2 separate regions of the Bombyx mori genome follow, and region 2 is linked to region 1. A link is a contact called in public Hi-C data. All regions are on one chromosome and are shown on one strand. The core of a region is the stretch at or near the end of the contact, and the rest is flanking DNA. Distances in the headings are between cores, read along the strand shown.

What was found. A called contact is a pair of places that touch in the nucleus more often than the background predicts.
Region 2: a Hi-C map of posterior silk gland shows a contact between it and region 1, with 4 times the contacts expected there. The contact joins the enhancer-like site here to the promoter of LOC101745325 in region 1. A contact is called at or near these places in 2 of 7 Hi-C or Micro-C datasets (middle silk gland and posterior silk gland).

What each region holds. Positions count from the first base shown.
Region 1 is chr2:1,246,485-1,252,758 of ASM3026992v2, reverse strand. It overlaps LOC101745325 (R3H domain-containing protein 2), which reads left to right and starts at 2,071. Exons shown (of 32, transcript XM_012689408.4): 1 at 2,071-2,493.
Region 2 is chr2:1,283,907-1,289,887 of ASM3026992v2, reverse strand. LOC105841465 reads left to right here. Exons shown (of 4, transcript XM_012689400.4): 3 at 2,674-2,806; 4 at 3,072-4,901. The coding sequence ends at 3,229. Among protein-coding and RNA genes, the nearest start is that of Mir282, 13 kb to the right of the region's middle. Within about 2 kb of position 2,832, at least 8 of the 8 cell types and tissues checked have open chromatin away from gene starts, as enhancers often do.

The DNA of each region.
Region 1 (6,274 bases), core at 822-3,321:
GGCCTAAGATGATTAATATTATAGTGAAAAATAAGCTAGACGAGCAAGCCGAAATCAAAAACTAAATAGGTATCTCTGCCTACATTACAGATTGCAAAGCTAAACACGCTGGCCGAATGCTAAAATCACAAATTCCAACACGAAACATCATAAGAACAACTTGAAATGAACACAAAACGTATCTTTAAGTATATGGCGATAAGGTAGGTGTTCGTATTCCATTACTAGACTACTTAGACGGGTTGTTGCGGTGTCCGCGTCGTGAAATGTTAGCTAGTTGAAAGCCAGTTTTGTTATTAAGTCGGAGTGACGTCATTTTACCTGTCCTCCGTTTCCTAGAAGGTCTAAGCTAACTCAATACACCGAATATGAAAATTATTTTGATGTGGCATTTCGTGATTTTATAAAAAAAAAATCCTACCTAAGCTGATAGCCTTGTGAGGCTATGTCAGCGTAACCGGTCGAGTAAGTGAGCTCACGGGGCTCAAACCAGGAGTGTTGCTAACACTGGCCGTAGCAAGAGCAGTGCTTTGCAGAATCTACCACTGGATCGGAAACGCGACCCACTGAGAAGATCCGGCGAGAAACTCAGTGGGCTATTTATCATTAAGAGTATGTAAAAGCTACAGTTATACAGTGTATGGATTATGAACTCCTACCTTAGGGTGCGCATGTGCGACTGGACGATCCGCTGATATTAGAAGAGGATCATGGGTACAAAGCATGGAATTTAGGGCCCAACTCACTAAATGACTACCCTGCACTCTCGCCCAGTCGACGGAGCCCTCAAGCCGAAGCCTTCGAAGCGAAGTCTTCAAAAGCTCTGGACATAGGCCGTGTGGCCCATGCAGCTGTTGTCCCCAGATACCACGCTGGGTCAGAACCAGCCTGCCAGATCGGGACGCGTAACATCGCCAACCAGTCGCACTTTTCACGATGATGGCATTTCTTCTTGACCTTCGCCGGAGGCAGGGAGGTTCGATCCCCTACCCAAAAAAAAATTGGCTCAACCTGCGAGAACACGTTAACACTAGTTTTACCAAGACTAGTGCTTCCCATTCCCTTGCAGAAACCATTTTAATATAATCTCTCTCTCTCTTGCAGTTAGAACAGCGCCGCTAGCACCAAATATAGGCAAGCGTAGCTCCATACAAGTTTAAGTTAGCTTTTACGCTATCAAGAACTTTAAAAAAACTCGCCCTAAGCACACTGGACCGCATTATATTCGCATCGTTATGCCACATCGCCACAAATCGTTTGTCCGTGTTTACGACCACGCGTTGTTGGATCATTCGTATTTTTGGGACCAATGTGTGGTATTTGAACGGCATTGCGATATACGTAGTCATGGCAATATTGCGACAACTAAGTTTTATCTAAAATTTATTTAACGTAGCCTTTACTGTGTATGTGTGTGTAGGCTATCTTGTCCATTTATAAATTTACTAGCCGTACTCGCCCGCTTCGCTGGGCATTTAAAATTAACATAATCATTGTCATTATTATTAGGGAGTCCAACACTCATATAAATATTAGCCTATCCATTAAGTACATGTATTTTCTACATGGATACCAAGTTTCAAGTCAATCGGATGCGTGGTTCAATAGTTATAACGGAACATCCGTAAAAACCACTGTAGATTTATATGTTAGGATAGATATGTTTGTTTAGATAAAATGGATTATGGTTTTTATTGATTTATTTAATTTATTTAAGCTACCACGGTCCTTATCCAAAGAAAATCATAAATATTGTGAAGTTTTGAAAGAAATTAGCATTTTAATTTTAATTAGGTACTTTTTTTTTATTGCTTTGATGGGTGGACGAGCTTACAACCTGGTGTTAAGTGGTTACTGGAGTCCATAGACATCCACAACGTAAATGCGCCACCCATCTTTAGATATAAGTTCTAAGGTCTCAAGTATAAACTTACTTTGCTTAATTCGCCACCTGTTGATGAGTAGGAAAACTAAAAATGCAGCACCACCTATGGTTTGTTTTGCTTTACTAAATGAACTGTTGAAATTTTATTTACTGAGCTTTAAGTGATAGCCACCAATAGATGGCAGCATAAAATTCGCAATGGAGTGCGCATGTCAAAAATACATGTCATTCACATTTCATTTTATTTTGTGATATCGCGAAAACGAGGTGATTTTGTTCGTAATTCGCGTACGCGGTGGTTTCAGGCATGAGCTCCAGCTTTTTGCGAGCCATCGTGTTAATTCATCTATACAATTAAGCGGACATTAAAATGTGCTGATAAACGGTGATTGAACTGACTGCAAATATTTTTTCACCATACCTCCTCGACTTTTCGCTTCTTAAGTTCCGCGCGAACATTTTTTGTGTTTTGGTTACATGAACATTATGTGATTTGTTTTCCGTGTTAACACTGAGTAGCAACTTCTATTTTTGACAACGTTCGTGCTAAATATAAAACTTTCCTTAGGCTGTTTTGATGAATTACATCGGGCGTGAGGTGGAATTGCGTAAGTAAAACATTATATTTTGTTTATTTCTGCTCTTCCTGGCTATATTTCTGTTCCTTGTTTTCCCTCTTCCTTTTGTTTCCCACAACAAAGTGATTACGGCAATTCAGAATTCAAAATTACAATACAAAGCGCAAGCCCGCCATAAATACAAATATTCAACTTTGCCATCAAATTTAACCTGTCAGTAATTATCTCCTTTACCTTTCTTACTTTACAAACTTATATAAGTACAAGTTTAAAAAATTTTTTATTACAAATGTTGATTTTCCAATGAGTAAATTACAATTTTAAAAAATATTACATAGGATGTCAGGTGAAGTTACAGTTGTATTGGAGTCAATGCGATATGGCCCTTTAAAATGAAGAATATTGTTGTCCAGGCTCACCAGTATGTATTAAGCTTGACATCCCTGTAATGGAATACTATAAATTAAGCAAAAATGATTAAGAGCATTATATTGTGAGTGATCCATGTAGATTTTAGTTTTGGTGACTGGCCTGTCTCTTGGAACCAAATAGAGTACAAAAACAAATAAATGGAAATATTATTACACTTAAATGTTAAATATTATATTATTATATAAATGGTCAAGCCTGCTGCCCGTAGACATACCGTGGAGAACAAAAGCGATGAGATGAAAGTATTGATAGCATATTCTTACTCTTCAAATTCTGACGCCCATCTGTATTGGCTCACAACACATACGACCAACAAAATATTAATTACGAATATTTTCCATTTAATTTTTTTAAACGTTTTCGTATGCTCACAGTTGGGCATTATCATCATAGAAATTACAGTGTTATTATTGGCTTTGATGAAAATAGAGTTTTGGGTAATTTTTTATTGTACATGCCATTTTATATGTGCATATTTGTCAACCTTTAACAGTAACACTACTAAGTAAACTATATAGCTAACCGTCGTGATATTAACAAAACATATGGACCGTTTATTTTGAAAGTGGTGTAAGTCCATTTTCTTTTGTTTCGAGAAAATTAAAGGTTACTTATATTTGTTGATTTAAAAATACAGGCAAATCATATGAGGTCTGGTTATGCCACCTACCTCTGTCAATTGAACTTACACCACTTTCAGAATCGATCATTATGCAATTTCATTTACCGACCGATTTTAAGTTGTACAAAACATGGGATTTTCTTGAGAAATTAGACACGGACTAGTTATATATAAAAAAAACATTACATTAAATTAAGCATGAATTGCATAATAGCTCATTTTTCTCAAAAATGTACTTACAACACTTTCAAAATAAACGGTCCATATGTCTCAATTTCCTGACAAACATAAATGTGTATGGTGGATATTAATTCTCAATATTAAAATTATAACAACCAAAATTCTAATATACAAGGGACTTCGGTATAGTTTATTAAACACAACGTATAAAAGCTTACACGAAAATACTTAAGGCTACTGACAGAAAGATGTATCCTTCATGAATAGCGGTACTCTTAGGAGTACTAGTCTAACTGTCTAGACAATTCTCCCAATTTTTACCATGAATGAGGAGAGCTGAAGAATAGGCTCAGTGATATGCGTGACAATGTACCTATATAGTTTGTAAATTTCCAAAGATTTTATATAAGCATTCTATTATTAAAGTAAAAACAAATTCAGTGCACTCGTTCATTAAGTTATTGTCATCTTTATGGTTCCTACTTACAACCCGGTATCACTCCTGATTCTACCCAATTTAAATTTAGAATTAAATGAACATACTTTTTTTTTTTTTTTTTGATTGAAGAATTACTGGTGGCCCGGAGGCCTTTCCAGTTTCACCAGGACAGGTGGGCGAGCAAAGGCTCAGCCAGGAGGGGTGGGATTTGCTAACAGCTACCCGAGCGCCTCCGAAGGAAACCTAACAGCTCAAGAGCAGCTGCTTCGCGAATGAATCTACTACCGGATCGGAATCGCGACCCGCTGAGAAGATCCGGCGAGAAACTCAGCGAGCTGATTCATGGGTTAGGTTGCACGGCGAACTCTTTGTCGAGTTCGACGAGTACGGTTACCGGGGTTCCTCAGCCTGCTCCTAGTGTTAGAGCTGAAGGTATCTAATGCAAGAGTTATTGGATCTGATGGATCCGTAAGGACGTGTAATGAACATACTCAAAATGATCGCCATAGTTCAGGTTCAAGAATATTATGAAAAAAATTAAATTTTTGACCAATCTCTAAGATTAATACTGAATTTAAAAACATCAGAGATTCATGAGAACTGAATTAGTAATCTTTGTGTAATGCTGAAACAGACATATAACAAAACAAACAAACATACATACAAATAAAACTGTTATATCTAGTCAGGCCCATTCAACATCATACTATTATGTTTAAAAAATAATAATCTAATATTAAAAAAAATACATGCCTGCTGCGTTAGTTGAAGAAGCCGTCGTGGCCTAACGGATAAGACGTCCGGTGTATTCGTGTTGAAGCGATGCACCGGTGTTCGAATCCCGCAGGCGGGTACCAATTTTTCTAATGAAATACATACTTAACAAATGGTTGACGATTCACTTCCACGGTGAAGGAATAACATCGTGCAATAAAAATCAAACCCGCAAAATTATAATTTGCGTAATTACTGATGGTAGGACCTCTTGTGAGTCCGCGCGGGTAGGTACCACCACCCTGCCTATTTACGCCGTGAAGCAGTAATGCGTTTCGGTTCGAAGGGTGGGGTAGCCGTTGTAACTATACTGAGACCTTAGAAGGTGGGTGGCGCATTTACGTTGTAGATGTCTATGGGCTCCAGTAACCACTTAACACCAGGTGGGCTGTGAGCTCGTCCACTCATCTAAGCAATAAAAAAAAATATAATAAAATTATTGATAATTATAAATTTGTGTTTAAGCCGTAAAAGCATTCAACAACATGTTCTGTTCAATTTTATTGTGTACAAATTATTAATATTAATAATTACTGGTGGTTGTACGTCTGGTGAGTCCGCGCGGGTAGGTACCACCATCCTGCCTATTTCTGCCGTGAAGCATTCGGCGTTTCGGTTTGAAGGGCGGGGCAGCCGTTGTAACTATACTGAGACCTAAGGGCGTGGATATCACGAGATAATCACGTGACGTATTATTCTGCTCCTGTTGCTAATACGACGAATGAAAAAAAAAACATAATCAGAGAAAATATTGGCTGAACCCATACCTTCTATAATGAACCATGACGGAGGTCATTTTAAGAGGAAATATGAAGCGCGATCCATGCTAAGACAGAAACTGTATTGGAAACTATGGTTACTGCCATGTGCCGGTGCGGTGCACCGTACACTTCACCGTGCCGCGCCATCTCAACGGTAGCCGGTGCCGCACCGTATACATGTGTCCACGCCGTTAGAACTCATATCTCTAGGAGGTTGCCGGCATTTACGTTGTAGATGCCAATGGGCTTCGGTAACCACTTAATACCAGGTGGGCCGTGAGCTCGTCCACCCATCTATACAATAAAATAAATTAAAAATCAAGTTTAATGGTTTCCTAGGCGGTTCATTGTATACACGAATATTTAATGGTCAATTTCTAGTGAAATAAATAAGTATGTAATGTGGGTAGATCGGAATGAAGTATCTATATATTAATACGTGAAGCAAAATCTTTGTATCCCTTTTTACGAAAATTGCGCGGACGGAGGAGTGTGAAATTTTCCACACTTATAGAGAATATAGAGAAGAAGTGCACAATGCTGATATTTTTTAAAAATAATGCATAAAGGATACATTGAATCAATAAAAAAACCATTACACAC
Region 2 (5,981 bases), core at 1,583-4,082, 36 kb before region 1:
ACGGTAAGAAAGTATAAAAGAATGACAGAGAAAAGAAACATGGCGAAGACGATTGAACAAACAAAGCGTAAAAAAGGTGTCATTTAATTTTTAATTATTATAATAGGGAAAGATTTCAGAAAAGAACATTAAAAGTACAACACCGGATCTTATTTTATGTGCCATGATCCCAATTATATATATATAATATGTTAATTAAACTGAAATAATATTGTGTTCAATTTCCTTTTCGGCACTTTCATAGGTCAATGTTAATTTTTATTTTTCAAAATCTAATTATTTATTTTTTATTATACTTTCGAAAATAACGCTTAGTATGTTAATTTATGAAAATAACGAATACTAATAATAATATATTTTTATATCTTGACGTGAGATGAACGTAATTTCAAAAATTTACAGAAATTATATATCTATACTTAATATTATAAAGCTGAGAGTTTGTTTGTTTGAACGCGCTAATCTCAGGAACTGCTGGTCCGATTTGAAAAATTCTTTCAGTGTTAGATAGCCCATTTATCGAGGAAGGCTACAGGCTATATAACATCACGCTAAGACCAATACAAGCGGAGTACCGATAAAGAATGTTTCAAAATCGGGTTTATTTTTTTCCTTTTGAGAGCTTCCGCTGCGTGCGCTGCAGAAACGGTTAAAGTTTCGCTAAAATAATGTATGACTGAATTGTTCCCCTTTAAAAGATCTAAAAAAAGTCTGCGACAGCATATGTCTATATGTTAAGGTTGGCTCACTATAACGTTTTTTATGCTAACCAAATTTGTTCTAAAATAAAGCCTTATTTCGTCTTCTCGCATTAAAACTGTATAATCTCAAAACTTACTAATTTTACAGGAGACTGTTTTAAAGGTTTAACATGCGATATTTTTAATATTTAATCATCTTTGCAACATTTATTTTTTATTTTGTACCAGTTACATTATCTGTCTTTTAAAGTAAGATATAAATTTATGTCTTAATTTTGTTAATAGTAGTCAAAACATAGGTAAACAAAAAAACAAAAAAAAAACAAAAACTTAACTACGCTCTTTTGACAGTATTTATTAGAAAAATACTGGTTATAACCAAATGATTCCGCATATATCAAATCAATTTCGAATATTTTTGGAGATTGTACGCTTTTAATGCGAAAAGACGATTTATGAATTATTTCCACGCTGACGAAGTCGCGGGCAAAAGTTAATTTAGTATAAAATTTTTTAGTGAAGAATCTAAATGAGAATTTTGAGGTTAGAGTACATTTTTTGCGCTATATTAATTAACTGGGCGACTGATTCATTTTGTGTTTGGTTTTTGTTTTTTACTCGCAAGTCCGGTGAAAGTGGCTTTCTTTGTCATATGACGTGTGAGTGTAACCTAACACGTGATATGTAAGGAGCGGGCCCGTTTTCGTATTCCAATATCCTGTGTGCTTAGTTATAGTTAGTGCGTGTAGACGCAGGAACGGAGGATATCCAAAAGAGAATTCGTTTTACTGTATAATTTCGTATATGAGTCGACTATTATCAAAGGCGGCAATCTGACTTTTGGACAATGATTGGTAAATCAGAAAAACGAATTATTGACTTTGTATTCCATCGGCAGTCACAAAACTCTTCGGAACGACATCTTAGATAAATAACAGGTTAACTATTAACCTTTATTTAATGCAGGTTTTGAACCGTATTCTTTGAAGGAGACGATTATATTCAAATCAATCTGTATTGACATATCAATAAAATTTTGTTGTCCAAATGCACAGATTGCCGCCTTTGATAATAGACGACTCATATTATCGATTTTACAAAAAAGGTGTATTATTTCGTATACCCTCGATTTTACAAAAAAGGCTGATAGTTCGTCACGTTAGAAAGTTATGAATAATATGAAGTGACACAAATGACATAGAATGACGTTTATGCTGTCAATGTGGTTTGACGTATGACGTTTATTGAATTTGTAGATGGCGCTTTCGTCGATGGCGACCATCATTAGCCAAAGGTGTTTTATCCAGAACCACAATATGTATTGTTTCTGAATAGTGCGAGTTATTTAATGTTCTCGATAGCGTAAAATTTAACTTGAAGTCGTCGTGGCGTAACGGATAAGACGTCCGGTGCATTCGTGTTGAGCGATGCACCGTGTTCGAATCTCAGGCGGGTACTAATTTTTGTAATGAAATACGTACTCAACAAATGTTCGCGACTGTCTTCCCCGGTGAAGGAATAACATCGTGTAATAAAAATGAAACTCGCAAAAATTATACCACCGCCCTGCCTAATCCTGTCGTGAAGAAGTAATCCGTTTCGGTTTGAAGGGTGAAGCAGCCGTTGTAACTATACTTGAGACCTTTGAACTTATATCTCAAGGCGGGTGGCGCATTTACGTTGTGGATGTCTATGGGCTCCAGTAACCACTTAACACCAGTAGGGCTGCGAGATCGTACACCCATCTAACCAATAAAAAAAATTACTCAATTTTGTATGCAGTTGAAACAGCGCCCCTAGCGGCAAACGTACGCAAACGATCCCATTCCATACAAATATGAGTTAACTTTTACGCTATCGAGAACGTTAAAAAACTCGCACTAAACACACTGGTCCCCACGTCTCTGATTATCTTCGAGAATCGTGACGTTACGAATTTCATTCGCGCTTATATCGATCGTATTATTTGCAGCTTGGGGCTCTGTTCGGCGCCAAAGGCCAGTACAGCGTGGCCTGGGAGACCCCGTATCCGCACGCGCACCAAAAGGAGATACATTTGCACATACACAACGGACACCACGAGCTCCACGGCGACAGCGCGCTAAGTAAGAAAAGCTAGAAAATACTATAAATAAGCGACATCTACCGCCCAATAGCGTAACTACGTTGCATCTGTTTATTTCAAGACACAATACGTTATAGAAAGAATTATACATTTATTAAATTAAATTATTTAACTATAATACCAGTTGTTTATTTACAATATTCAAATATCCATTGCGTAATTGCGGACGAGTCCACAAATCATAATTTTTCGTGTAGTTCATCCATTTAACAATAGGTGGCGCTGTAATATATTTTTACTTTTAGCCTCCTGGAACAGAGATGGCGCTGCGGGCGTTCAAGATGTGAACACGAATGTGCTAATGGATCCATACGCCGCCGGGCCCCAGACAATTAGCACTCCTTACGGTAACTACGTCAAAGTGGAACCAGCCGCTAACAATGGATTGACTAATATTTTTTAAAGAAAGCATACAAGTGCTCCTGGAAGCTACAGGGAATCATTGAGAAATTCGTCAGCAGTCATTCTAGATCTTTCTACAAAAGGTGATGCTTTAAACCTGAACCGCATTGCTTGTCTAGCTTTTGACATAATCAAGAAACATTTTTATCTAAAAGCTCTGATAAGTCGTGATCTTAAAGCCACTTCTCAATCACGCGTCATTAATAGAACTGACGTGATGATTAGATACATTGTTCATCAAGCCGAATTGTCGAAAATTTGTTATTGAGTATATAAAATCACTAGCCGTACTCGCCCGCTTCGCTGGGCATTTAAAATTAACATAATTATTTATTGTCATTATTATTAGGGAGTCTAACACTCATAGAAATATTAGCCTATCCATTAAGTACATGTATTTTCTACATGGATACCAAGTTTCAATATTAGTAAAAATATATTAAGTAGACAATATTAGTAAAGATATAGATTCGTAAGTAAATAATTTAGACTATTGTAAATATGATTGTAGCTAGCTCCAAGTGTCTATGATAAATGATATACCAATAATGAATTACATATCAATTAGTCCACTTTTTTTTATTGCTTAGAAGGGTGGACGAGCTCACAGCCCACCTGGTGTTAAGTGGTTACTGGAGCCCATAGACATCCGCAACGTAAATGCGCCACCTAACTTGAAATATAAGTTCTAAGGTCTCAAGTATAGTTACAACGGCTGCCCCACCCTTCAAACCGAAACGCATTACTGCTTCACGGCAGAAATAGGCAGGGTGGTGGTACCCACCCGCGCGGACTCGCAAGAGGTCCTACCACCAGTAAAACTTCATTATTATTGAGATAAATGATATACCAATAATCAAATCAAATCAAATCAAAAAAATTTTATTCAACATAAATGAAAGTACATACTTGTTGAACGTCAAAAGAACTACCGCCAATTCACAAGAACTAGCCTCCGTCCTGAGAAGAATTGGCAAGAAACTCAGCGGGCATGTCTTTTTTTTTACATATAGAATTATTATTTATTTATTTTTTAATATTATTATTTTTTTAAATATGAATTTTTTACACTGAGTATTATAACGTAACAATTACTACAATATTGAAATGCCCGGAGCGAGCAACTCATTCCCACTTTGTGCAATCTTCTAGATAATGATTGACTTTATAGTAAGCTTTATTGCACAGATGTTCTTTAATAGTTTTCTTAAACCTATGTATATGTAGGTTCTGAACATCATGTGGGATTTTGTTGTACAGGCGCACAGACAAACACCCGAATGAATTTCGTATCTTATGTAACCTACTCATCGGCACAACAAGCTTGTGTTTGTTCCTAGTATTTCTATTATGTATGTCCGACTGTTTAGGAAACTCCTCAATATGTTTACGAACATACATCAAATTTTCAAAAATGTACTGGGATGGCATAGTGAGAACTTTAATTTCTTTAAATTTCTCCCTCAGGGATTCCCTTGAGTGCATGTTATAAATAGCACGTAGAGCTCTTTTCTGCAGAATAAATATCATTTCTACATCGGCCGCATTGCCCCATAGCAAAATGCCATAGGACATGACACTGTGGAAGTAACTAAAGTAAACTAAACGAGCCGTGTCCGCGTTTGTTAACATTCTAATTTTTTTTACTGCGTATGCTGCAGAGCTGAGCTTACTCGCCAATTTATGGATATGAGGTCCCCACTGCAGTTTGGAGTCCACTGTTATACCAAGAAATACGGTTGACTCAACAAGCTCCAATGATTCCTCAGAAACAATTACATCACTATCCACTTGTCTCACATTTAAAGATGGTTTAATACATTTTAAAGTAAATTTAATACATTTAGTTTTCTTACTATTCAATAATAGGTTATTGATACGGAACCAATGAACCACACACGAAATCGCAATGAATGACATATCAATTAATTAGTCTACTCCATTATTAATGAGTATTTTAAAGGTATTTATATTTAGCGCTTATAAGGATAGATGTAGAATTTCAAGAGAGACGGGCAGATTTTTCATGATGCAGTGCGACGTCACGCCGCGCGCTTATTCACAAACACTACACAAGCGCAACGTGTGAATGTGTTGAACGCGCGCTACATGGTAGGTGGAGTGGGGGTGTCAGGTTATTTTCGTTACGGAATTTTTTGATTCAGTCGCCGCGCTCAAAGCCCGCGATAAAAGCTATGCAATAGCTTAATAGTTTTCAATAACGTACCTACTTTTAGTAAAAATAAATCACTGCGGCGGGTATATTTAAAATATATTTATATTTTGTGATGTTTAATTTTACATTTTACATAGATACATACATGTAATAGCTTATACAGTATTCAAAGGAATATATTAACAAATTCACTTAACAAATAACTACAAATTTATAATTTTTTGTAACATTAAAAATGGTTGTAAGTGTACACGTAATTAACGGCCGTCTGGTGTAGTGGTAAGTGACATGGTCACTACACAAGGGGGTCGCGGGTTCGAATCCCGCCAAGAGAAGATATTTGTATGATAAATATAAAAATGTCTTTTCCCGGGCTATGGATGTATATTAAATATATGTATGTGTATAATAAAAATCTTACATTTATTTCCGTTATCTGGTACCTGTAATACAAGTTCTTTACGAACTTACCACGGGACCAGTTAACGTGGCGTGATTGTTAGTAAATATTTATTTATTTATTTATTTATAATTCGAGCAAGTTTGTAACATTTTATCGTTTTAGGGATGGCGCCAC